Linked DNA regions of Rattus norvegicus: region 2 is linked to region 1. The links are chromatin contacts, called in public Hi-C maps. All regions are on one chromosome and are shown on one strand. Each heading gives the region's core, a stretch centred on a gene start, on an enhancer-like site or on the middle of the called end of the contact. The rest is flanking DNA. Distances are from core to core; before and after follow the strand shown.

What was found. A called contact is a pair of places that touch in the nucleus more often than the background predicts.
Region 2: a contact with region 1 is called in a Hi-C map of liver, with 7 times the contacts expected there. The contact joins the enhancer-like site here to the promoter of Plk2 in region 1. A contact is called at or near these places in 8 of 12 Hi-C or Micro-C datasets (the A7r5 cell line, the Rat2 cell line, Schwann cells and 4 more) and 1 of 1 datasets of contacts at active chromatin or transcription factors (oligodendrocytes).

What each region holds. Positions count from the first base shown.
Region 1 is chr2:43,700,870-43,706,828 of GRCr8, reverse strand. It overlaps Plk2 (polo-like kinase 2), which reads right to left and starts at 4,293. Exons shown (of 14, transcript NM_031821.2): 1 at 3,905-4,293; 2 at 3,204-3,311; 3 at 2,941-3,057; 4 at 2,607-2,736; 5 at 2,354-2,441; 6 at 1,812-1,907; 7 at 1,502-1,700; 8 at 1,265-1,412; 9 at 868-965; 10 at 494-623; 11 at 19-259. The coding sequence starts at 4,165.
Region 2 is chr2:44,041,663-44,047,764 of GRCr8, reverse strand. No RefSeq gene overlaps it. Among named protein-coding and RNA genes, the nearest start is that of Plk2, 340 kb to the right of the region's middle. Within about 2 kb of position 3,199, at least 5 of the 93 cell types and tissues checked have an H3K27ac peak or open chromatin away from gene starts, as enhancers often do. A contact at or near this core is called in liver, where this site is marked.

The DNA of each region.
Region 1 (5,959 bases), core at 3,044-5,543:
CTAATCGGACACACTTACTTTTTGTCTGGAAGGAGGCTCATGTGAGCGCCGTTGTTGAAAAGGACTCCAACAGTGTGGTCTGAGAGCTGGTATCCAAAGCCGTATTTGTTGGAGTAGTCGACCCATTTGGTGACCCACTGAAAGGACGTGCTCAACTGCTCTTTGGGAATACAGTCAGCTTCAGGCATGTTTTCTAGACACCCTCGAAGGACTCTTGCCACTGTGTCTGCAACACTTCCCATGGTGCTATCCTCAAGGCCTACAAAGTCACAGAAACGGAAATGACAACATTGTTTATAACATTATACCCCAGGATCAGGAAATGCTGTTTCCCTCCACTAATTTGAATGGCAGAGAAATAGAAATCATGGTTACTCAATGTCTTTCCTCTAATTCTATAATTTTATTTCTATGTTAAATTAGATTACGGAATTGACTCGGGTTACTCAGCCCTAGTTTATGGTTTATTTAAAGTATGGTTCTGAGCACTTACATTCACTGCTGCTGCTGCAGCTGCCCAGCGTCCCTCTAACTATCATCCGGATTGCATCTCCAATCTGCTGTTTGTTTTCCACTGCGGATGTCCCAGATTTGGCAAAGGTAGTTGGAGGAGGCTGGAGCTCCTTGAAGGGAAGAGAAGAGCCATACAGTGAGTCAAGGGGCTAGGTCTATCTATATTTGAAATTTCAGGTTCACCTAAAATTATAATAATTACTGGGAAAGCTTATCAAAGAGCAATGGATATAAGCCAGAGAAGTCAGCTGCGGTATCCTGACTTAGAAGCATTGCCTCAGCCCTAATAAACACCAAAATGCTGGCTGTCCAAGACTGGAAATGACCGTTTCATTCTGAGCCTCCCCAACATACCTCATCTGTTCTGTGTTTGCTGGGTTGCTGGGTTATCGATGTTTTCTTCAAATCATGCCGAAGCTTGTAGATGTCTTCATCTTCCTTAGACACTTTATCTGTAAGTCAAGGGAAAGAATCGGGCATGTTAATTTATCTCAACAAGGGTGGAACAGAGTTAGGGCTATGTCACCAGTGGCCTCAGCTGCACCTATGCAGGCAGCACACGTCAGTGTTTACATAAACGAAAGCTATCAATTAATTCTGTTGTATAGTTACTTGGCTATTAGTGTCTCGGAGGTCAGCAGTACACAAATATGATGGAGAAATTACCCTAAAGGTAAAGTCTCCACTCAGTCACATCAGACTTAAGGGTGATCTAGGGTATGGAAAAGGAGGAGGGGGTCTGGAAACTTACTGTGTGTGTCATTATATCTTGCTTTGTCCTTTTTGCCACCAAAAAGAGCGGCAGCAGCTTTCTTAAAGAAATTCTTAGCTGGGCTTGACAAGTGGAAGTCTGGAACTGTGTGGCAACAGCTAGAAGAGAGTCTGTCTGGAGTGAAGCCCTGTGGAACCAGAAGAGACAGTCAGAAACCTCTCCAGCAACCAGGGCAATGGCACGCAATTTTAAAGAAAGGCCAAAGAGTGTGCTGACCTGCAGAAAGAAGTCATGCCGAATGATGTCATCCAAACTGGGGCGGTCCTCTGGGTTTTTGGACAGCATGCTGGCTATCAAGTGCTTGGCGGGGGCCAGTAATGAAGACGGCATTGTATATCTTGCTTCTCTTATGCACCTGTACGTTTCTTTCAGATTTGTTGTTTCGAATGGAGGTCTTCCTAGCAGCATTGTATACCTGGATACACAGAAACATGTCTTCAGAAATGGTCAAGAAGGAACTCTTTGAGCAATCACCACTGAGTCAGATTTGCTATTTTCTTTTAGGCATTCTGGTGCATTTACTTACATTACACAGCCTAAGGCCCAGATGTCTGATTCACAGCCATGTCCTTGTTTGTTGAGGACTTCAGGGGAGAGATAATTTGGGGTTCCACATATTGTTCTGAGAAGACAGAATATAGCACAATCTCGTTAGGAACTATGACTTTAATTAAACTTGTTCCACCGGGGATGACTCAGTGGGAAATGAAACTTGAAATTCTTTGCTCAATTTCTACTTAACTATTTCTTTTTAGTGCTTTTATTTGACCCCAAGCTTCTTTTGGTTCTGTGTACAATTTTCTCAGCCCATATGACAGAGTGTTTTTAACCAAATGAGACCAGATAGTGTGTGTGTGTGTGTGTGTATCAGACAAACTTAAGCATTTATTTTATTGATTGCCTTAATAATCAATTCAGAGGTGTAAGTTACCTAACACAGAGTGGACATTGGCTCCTTTTCAATAACACTGCTGTGGTGTGCAGACTGTGGTGTGAACTTACTTTCTGTGAACTAATAATAGGGGTGTATTTGGTCTCCACAAAACCCAGGCAGGACATGACTCTCACCTCCTTCTGTGTTCCAAAGGTTCCAGTCTGGCAGCCAAGCCGAAGTCTCCAACCTTCAGCTCCATGGCCTCATTAATAAAAAAGTTCCCTAGAAGGTAAACAAAACCAAGTGTGAACTCCCTTGGAGGCCTGCATCATCCACACTGTCCACCGAAGGCACCCAGATCCCAGTTTGCAACACTAAAAAGCCCAGAGACTGGAAAGCCCTACCAGTCTCTAGCCCCTCCCCCAGCTGCTGCAGCAAAAGGCTTACCTAGCTTGAGATCCCTATGCAAGATTTCTTGTTCGTGAAGATACTTGAGTCCCGACACAATCTGCCTGAGGTAGTATCGGACTTCTGGCTCTGTCAACACCTTTCTTGCTTTCAAGATATGAGCCATGGACTAGGAAGAGAAAGGGGGAAGGGTAAGGGAGAATTTGTCAAATGAAGTTACGTAGATCAAGCTTCCCTTTGCTGGACTAGTGATGCAGGCTCATATTGTGGGAGAATAATTAACTGTCACGGCTAAAACCGCAGATAGAATGTAATGCAAATACCACCCGGGCTTTCTGTTAGCAAGCGCACTGACCCAGGAGTTAACACTCACCCTTCTACTGCAGTACTCCAAGAGGATGTAAATGTTTTCTTTGTCTTCAAAGTAGTGGTAAAACTGCACTACATGCTTATGGTGCAGGATTCTGTGAAGCTCAATTTCTTTGTCGATCTAAGGAAAAAAAAAGCAAGATAAGGCTTATTAGCCTCTCGTCTTGTCTGGAGAGACAGTGCTTACACATTCAGAAGACATTTTTCTAACAGGGTAGGGCCATCCCTGCACACAAAGAAAATACTTTACTCAACAGTCATACGCACCTTTTCCCTTTGATGAGGTTTAGCTACTCTGCTGTGAGGGATAATTTTTGCAGCGTAGACTTTGTTGTTTGTCAGATCTGTCATTTCGTAACACTTTGCAAATCCACCCTGGGAGGAAACAAAGGCGAGATGGAATTGAGCATGACAAAAAGAAAAAAGAAAAAAAAAAAGAAAAAAGAAAAAAAAAACCCGAAGGACCAACGTTTAAAATAAGTGATTATCAAGAAAAAAAATGGGGGGCGGGAGCAAAAAATTGAGGAACAGAGAGGGTGGGCAGAGCGAAACAATCTGCTTTGTAAAATGGTTTTTCAGGAAGGGAAAGGCATTCCTGGAAACCAGTCCAGTTTTCTCGTTTCCCCTTTACAACGAACTCTAAGGAGAAGGGAATGGAAGGGAGAAAGGGTGGAAAAATGCCCTCTGAAGAAATTTGACAGGCTAGCTCCCCCGGGATCAGGTAGTGAGAGCCCGGGTCAAGGTAGAACGTCCTGAGTCCTCCTTCGTAGACTGGGAGGAAAACAGACTGAGGATGCACACCGGATCCCCAGCGCTCAGAAGCCCAGGAGGGCAGGAGTGGGACCTATGTCGCTCAGGGAACTAGACAGCTGAAGGAGCGAGAAAAGCGGGCGCTGAGTCCCGGCTCGCTCAGCTTGCCCGGGCAGCCCGCCCTCCCGCCCCGCAGCCTGGCGCCCGCGGCTCCTCACCTTGCCCAGCACTTTGCCCCGGCAGTAGCGCTTCCCCGTCGTGGGGTCGACTATAATCCGCGAGATCTCGGGTCCGGAGTGAGAATGGTGATGATGGTGGTGTGGGGCCGCCGGGGTCACCTGGGCTTGGGACTGCCCGTCTTCAGAAGGCTGCTGCGGTCGCTTCTTCTTTGAGTCCCCGCCGCAAGCTTTGCCCAGCGCCTGCTCGCACATCTTGGTGCCGGCGGCCGGCTGGTAGGTGATAGTCCGCAGGAGCTCCATCGTTGCCTCGCTACCCGACACTACCTACTGCCACCTCCGAGGCGCGGACACGCGTCCGGTCTAGCCCTGTCCCTCGAGCCCCAATCGCTCTCCCTACTCTCTAGTCCGACGTCCGGCTCCTCTTCTGCGAGCGAGAGCCAGCAGCGAAGCTTTAAATACGCGCCTGCTGGGTGGGGCGGGGCCTCGTGACGTCACGAAGAGGGCTCCACCCACCCGCCCTGGAGTGCGCACTGTGGATAGATGCGGGGTAGCTGCGTGGCTATCGCGGGCTTTGGCCTGGCTTGGAGGCGGCGGTACGCAAAGCTCCCGCGTTTCGTCGAGTGCCCTTACTTTGGGCGTAGAAAACAGAAACTCAAGGGCGAACGCCCTGTCTCGGTTCTGGCCCGGTGGGGATGCGGGGTAGCAGCCAGGCGAGAGGCAAGGTTGGCACTGCCCTCCTGACAGCCGTGCAACCCGACACGGGTGTCATCCAGCGAGCCACTCGTGGCTGCACAGGGAGACACGAAGCGCTTGGGGACCTCGGCCACCTCCACCTAGACTCCAGTCTAGGACCCCGTGGACGGGGAGGCTCAGTGGCTGGCCCCGCGGAACCCGGCACCAGGCAGACTCAGAGCAGCTGAGGAACGAGGTGCAATCCTGGTCGGAGATCCGGGTGACCTGCTGTGGCGTGGGAAGTATCTGAGCTCCCTGCAGCCTCTTCCTTTCGCCTGATAAGTGACCCCTGTCAGAGGCCAGGCTCTTAACCTTGGAGAGGAGCGAGGACTTGACGCCCGGCGAAGGTTTGGTACGCAACAAGTCTAAGCAAGATCGCCATCCTGTGGAATTTTTCAGAAAAACGATTAACGGTCTGAGTGGGCCGAGGTTCGTTAGCAGCAACTTGAGCTTCAACAGTAACGCTAAACGTGTTCTGTTGCTAATTATGATTTTACAGTTGAAGTCATCTATGACTTCTTGTTCCAACTAGGTGATTCAGATTGCGTGGATCTCATGTCACTAAGCGATGTCACCGCCCTGGTACAGAGTCAATCCAAGGTCCCACTGTGGGGTAAAGCAGAAAATGAAGGCAGCTGAGCTAAAGTGTGGCTGTCAACAAGCTCGATTTTACTGTTCATTTCTAATAACTCAGAGACTTATCCTTCTTTCTTCCAACGGCAGTGGTGCCAGCGCTTCTGGAGTACTGTTCACTGGGGAATTAAACTCTGGTAGCTATTTCGAAATGTCTCTATCATCTTAATACAATCCCGAATCAGAAATACGGCCATATTAGAGGAGGGAAAAATATTTTCCTTCTACCCTTCTAAATTATCGCTGTGGTTCCTCAAACAGGGCAGAGTAAGTGCAGAAACATAAGCTTATTCCTTCACAGCGAAACGAGTACCCTCCGACGTGGCTTGGAATTGAGCTTTGAATGCCATCGGAGGCAAAACACGAGTGTGGGGAAAGACAGGAAAGGAAGAAAATAACCAGGGAGTAAATAACCTAGACCTTTGTTACTGTTTTTCACCGAGAAGATTGTTACTTAGAATCATTGTTTTTGTCTAGTTCGGGGGACTTTCTCAGGACTCGAGACTTCTTTTAATAAATGTGATTTTTTTTTCCTTACAAAAGAGCAGTGCGCCATTTTCAGGTCTTCCGTGTTTACCCACCTTTGAATTCACTTCAAACATCCTGACTCAGCAATATATTGAGGGTGACCTATTCTAGTTTCCCGCGGGCATATTTTGAAGTGACATAGTCTAGTCTACAATTTCCCATCTTACAGGTTAAGAAACTTGGTCCTAGACAATTTAAATA
Region 2 (6,102 bases), core at 1,950-4,449, 340 kb before region 1:
CACACAGAGTTGGGAAGGAGAACTTAACTTTCAGATTCACTGTGCATGCTCAAATCCAGATGAGTATAGAAAACAGACTGTGCTACTGGGACTGTAGCTTCTGTGCTTCGTGAGACGAACTGCTGCCTGCTCATGAATATGCAAAGCAAGCATAAATATACAAGACACCACAAATGTAGACATGCCCTATGTCTTTTGAACACCACCGGCTGATTCAAAGTTCCAGAACAACTGTCATTGTGATAAGCTGAGCAGTCTCTCCTAGATCCTCATGTAATAACCTCTTCTTTAGAATTCAGATATGACACATCCGAATCAGTTGGAACTAGAGAAGAATGTGTGGACATCTGACCTGGAAGAGCGGTAGCCCTACAATTTACAGAGAAGGCATCTCTCTAGACAATTGGTCTCCATTGGAAAATGTAGCTTTTATTTTATGTACGAGCATTTTGCTTGCAGGTAGTTCTGGGCACTGCATATGTTTAGTGCTCATGGAGGCCAGAGGAGGCATAGGATCCCCTGGAACTGAAGGTACAGAAAGTTGTTAACCACTATGGGAGTTCTGGGGACTGAACCTGAGTCCTCTGAAAGAACAGCCAGTGCTCTCAACTGATGTGCTTTGTCTCTAACCCCTAAAAAATCGTTGCTGGCAATCAGGCAACCTCTCTAGCCAGCCTTGTCTGGCAACAGTGAGACCTGAAGGCAACCCAGTGACAAGACATGGCATCATTAGCTGCCTAGCGGCCAGACATTCCCATTGCCTCCTCTATTACATGTCCCCTGGGCATGTACCAGAGTCCCTATAAAGAGCTCCATTTTCCCTCTCCCAAAGGCAGCCTCTGTGTCCTCTTTGCCCTTCCCTTTTAATAAACTTTCCATACCATGTGATTTTGTTGGAACCCACTGCCTAGTTCCATCCATAGTTATTGCTATTCTACTTAATTGTGTATATATTCTATCCATTTTTACTCTTTTTTTCTTTTTTTTTTTTCCGGGGCTGGGGACTGAACCCAGGACCTTGAGCTTCCTATGTAAGCGCTCTACCACTGAGCCAAATCCCCAACCCCCCATTTTTACTCTTAAGGCCACTACATTCAGCTACAATATTTTAATCTCTAAGGCTTCACTCTCTGGTAATAAAAAATAATGAAGAAAACATTGTTAAATTACATTCTGAACCCTTCTTACCCTATATCCTCTGACCCACGTAACTGAACTTTGAACAAACTTTCCCAACATTCATTCTGTTACGAGTCTGACTGTACTTCATGAGTTCTGCAGGGGATTAATGGATGGGAGAATGTGCTCTCTCTACCCTAAAAGTATGAGACTTTGACATAATGATTATTTGAGCGAGACACTTTTACACAACAGGGGCCATGCTGGAATCTTGCACTCCCTGATCCTTCCAAAAGAAGGTATAAAACTACCCTATGAAAAGTGTATCGTAACTAGAGATCCAGAGTTAAAGCTGAGGAAAACCTTAGACTAGTAACCTTTATCTGTCTGGTTACTTTTTCACTCTTAACTGTCACAGCCCTTTTGCCTTGTCATATTTTCATAATCATCTACACTCTGTCCATTGGGGCCTTTAAGTGTCTTGCTTGAATTGCTCCTTTGGGTCTTTGTTTCCTCACAGTGGCTCCTACAACTTGAAAATTAATATGCATGCTTTACTTCTGTGAATTTGTATCAGGTCACACTAATTCTTAAATCCTGCTAAAGACCCTCAGAGAATACAAGGAAAATTATTTCTTTTCTTACAGTTTCAAAAAGTTCTTTCCCTTGTGCTATGTGGTGACTAGGAAGGAATCTGTAAGATCAGATTGCCAAAAGAAGGGTTAAGATTTCTGCTTTATTGAGGTGGTTTGGTCCCCGTTATGTTATATAGTATGTTGTTAAAGGGGTACACTCGCTGTTCCTGTGTTGAGAACTGCCATATAGCATTCCATGTACTCCCACCTAGTCTAATTCGAATCTCATTGTAACAGTTTCTCTGTCTGCTATTTTCTTTTGGCAGATGGATTTTTTTTTTTAGTACTCTCAATCTTGCTTGTCAACACATGTTTGTACATACAGCAGAGATTTTAGCGTAACACAATTTGACAGCAACCTATTAAGGAAGAAGACCTCTGAAGAGCTCAGCCCCCAGTCGCTGAAGACTACTAGCAACGGCTAACAGGAGGCAGATGAAGCTGGTAGTTGACATCAGTGCTTCTGCATTTTCTTCTCACTGCTATGCAGCTTGCATTAGTGGTCTGGTTATGCTACATATTTATCTGCCTTCCTAAGTCCTTTGAAAAACAGTCTATATCTGGGGGAGGGGAATCTGAATATTTTTACACACCTTACGGATTTTTTGTGCAAGTTCAGAATGACCAGCATTGTAAACCTGCTTAAATGTGTGTGTGTGTGTGTGTGTGTGTGTGTGTGTGTGTGTGTGTGTGTAGGGATAGATTGATTATGAAGGAAGACCTAAGGGGTACAGGTATTGTCCTTATTAGCTGTAGTAACACAGGGCCCAGCAGAAGGAACAATGAGGGTAAGATTCGATATGGGCAGGGAAGTATGAGGAATTGACTTTAGCTACAAATTATGAATAATGTTTTCTTCTTCACCACCTCTCCTTTAAGACACCAGTTGTTAGAGTCTCATCTGACGTCCCAGATGGCATTTGGTCTTCTGGGAAAGATCAAAAGGTGCCTGTGGAACTTGAGCACAAACAGCATTCCAGGTTCTCTGCTAAGCAGATCAATAGCAGAACCATGTGAGAAATGAGAACGCACTTTTGAAGTCGGTTCAGCTGTGGGTCTGGAACATGTCCAGTGTCAACAGTTAGAGAGCCAGGGGAAGGCTGGATAAAGAAGAAAGATGCTGTCCGATGTTCACCCATGTTTATCAATGGGTCCCTTTCACTTTCAGGGAAATGCTTGCCTTGCAATTCTTTTTCTACAGATGCCTATTTTGCGGGAGTTAAAGTGGCAGATAATGACTTTTTCCCTAAGACCTGTTTTTATTTTAAAGGTACCCCCCCTGTGGCAATAGAATTGGTTTTTCCTCTACATTAATTCCTAAAGATATCAGCAATCACAGAACACAATTTTGCCTCCCATTTTTCAGTAAACATTTGGACTGTCCATTACAGACCAGACGCTAAAGAACACAGCCTGGCTTTGACTCTTTTTTTTTCTGGGAGATTGTAGACTGGAGAAGAAGAAGATGAACACCAACTCTTATCCTAGAAACTCTGGAATGTATACCCTAGCCCAACATGGGTGGATAGCTGATTATGTCTGCTATGCAATTACAGCAAATTCATATAAGGCAACATATCATTTGCTTTTGTCTCCAGTATCTTGCTGTAATATTTGAAATGCAACTTTTTAAATGCTTTAAATTCTGTGCCTTTTGACAATGCAGAGTGTTTAAAGCTGAACTTTAGCTTCAGAGTCTAGGCTGTTCTGAGGAGATTTATAAACTGTTCCCAGAGACGCATTTACATATACGGGGAATATTATAGAACTGGCTGAATCTTACACACACATACATATTTCCCACCCTAGATCCTGAGTCCTATTTACACTATTATTTATGAGACAGTGACAAGGAAAGGCGTTTCACCCTTCTCTTGCAGACCTATAATTTTTCATATGCTTTAGGAGAGAAGATGTGATGAGAAGGAGAAGTGAGGACTGGACAGAATTGCCATAAATTGTAGGATATGTTAGGATAAAGGAGTAACTACATACAAGAAAAAGCTATATAAGAATTAAGTATTAGAGAAAGTCATCAAAACTCATTTTAATTTTTAGGGCAAACATTGTTACAACATGAAAAATGACTAAAATGTTTGATAAACATTTTTCTAACATAAGGCTGTGGCTTTTCTAAAATAATGTCAAGTTCAAAATCTAAGAAAAGAAGTTATTGATGTTTAATAATATCTTCCATGAGATCACTTATAAAACTTTGTGGCTTGGGGCTTAGAAATATTTCCAAAATAATGGAGTGAGACACTTCTCCCTAACTCCCCATCTAACTACAACTTAAAATTATATACATTATAATTACAACAAACAAACATTTTTTAAAAAGTGAAAACTTTAAAGCACAAACATGACGAGGTAGACTGTCCAGAGAACTTGGACCTGAGGGGTATAAACCCATGAGACTCCTGAATGCACTTCTTGTCTCGTTTATCCCAGACTTGTGGTTGAAAGAGCCAGCCTCCTGGAAACAATAATGAATGCAGAGAAAAATAAAAACAGAAGCTAAACAGAAAGGAAAACCAGCCAGAGCACGATTTCTTTAGGCAAAATACTATGAAAGAGGGAACCAAGAAAGGAAGAACTGTTAAAGAATAACTTCCCTAATTTAGGAAAACACCACAGGGCAGAGGGGAGATCCTGAGAGAGAGCTGAGCCTACATTCCAAGGGGCTAAGACTCCAGTCTCATGAAGTCCCCATAAAGTGTTTCAGTGTTCTCTGGGCTAGTGCCAGGGAAAACCAAGAGGGTTCTGTTGGCTGGTAATAAGACGTTTCCTGTCCACTGTGTTAGTGAACAGTATGTGAGAACATCAAACTCCAATATCTGATTATCAACAAGGTCCACTGTACTTTGCATATATCAATAAAATCCAATGGGGAATGGGTCATTTAACACCTACTTGGTGCTAGGCAACCATTTATCTTCTTGCAGGATCAGTGATAAAAGAAAATGCTAGCCAAAACAAGCCTAAAAGATTTAAATATCGGCCATTCAAATGGCTGAGAAGTACCTAAAAATGTTCAACATCCTTAGGCATCAGGGAAATGCAAATCAAAACAACGCTGAGATTCCACCTCATACCAGTCAGAATGGCTAAGAACAAAAACTCAGGTGACAGCAGATGCTGGCAAGGATGTGGAGAAAGAGAAACACTCCTCCATTGTTGGTGGGATTGCAAGCTGATACAATCACTCTGGAAATCAGTCTGAAGGTTCCTTAGAAAATTGGACATTGCACTACCTGAGGACCTAGCTATACCTTTATTGGGCATATACCCAAATGGTGCGCTAACATACAACAGGACACATGCTCCACTATGTTCATAGCAGCCTTATTTGTAATAGTCAGAAGCTGGAAAGAACCCAGATGCCCTTCAACAGAGGAATGGATACAGAAAATGTGGTACATCTACACAATGGAATATTACTCAGCTATCAAAAACCACGACTTTATGAAATTCATAGGCAAATGAATTGAACTAGAAAATATCATCCTTCGTGAGGTAACCCAATCACAAAAAAATACACATGGTATGCACTCACTGATAAATGGATATTAGCCCCAAAGTTTGAATTACCCAAGATACAATCCACAGACTACATGAAGCTCAAGAAGAAGGATGGCCAAAGAATAGATGCTTCAGTCCTTCTTAAAAGGGGGAACAAAAATATTCATAGGAGGCGATATGGAGACAAAGTTTGAATTAAGGACTGAAGGAATGGCCATTCAGAGCCTGCCCCACCTGTATGTATGTATCCAAACCATATACATATAGTCATCAAACCCAGACAATATTGCTGATGCCAAGAAGTGCATGCTGACAGGAGCCTGATATAACTGTCTCCTGAGAGGCTCAGCCAGAGCATGTCAAATACAGAGGTGAATGCTAGCAGCAAACCATTGAAATGAGAACAAGGTCCCCATTGGAGAAGTTAGAGAAAGGATTGAAGGAGCTGAAGGGGTTTGCAACCCCATAAGAATAATACCAATCAACCAGAGCTCCCAGGGACTAAACCACTACCCAAAGAGTACACATGTACAGACCCATGGCTCCAACTGCATATGTAGCAGAAGATTGCTTTTCTGGGCACCAATGAGAGGAGAAGCCTTTATAGGAGAATGTCAGGGTTGGGAGGCAGAAAGGGAGATTGGTTTGTGAGGGGGAAGAGGAATGGGATAGGAGGTTTCTGCCTGGAAAACTGGGAAAGGGAATAACATTTGAAATGTAAATAAAAAATATACAATAAAAAAAAAAAAAAAAACAGAAACTAAAACAAAGAGATTTAAATATCCCGGAAGTTCTCTTAATGTGAAAACACCCAGGTTTCAGGTTG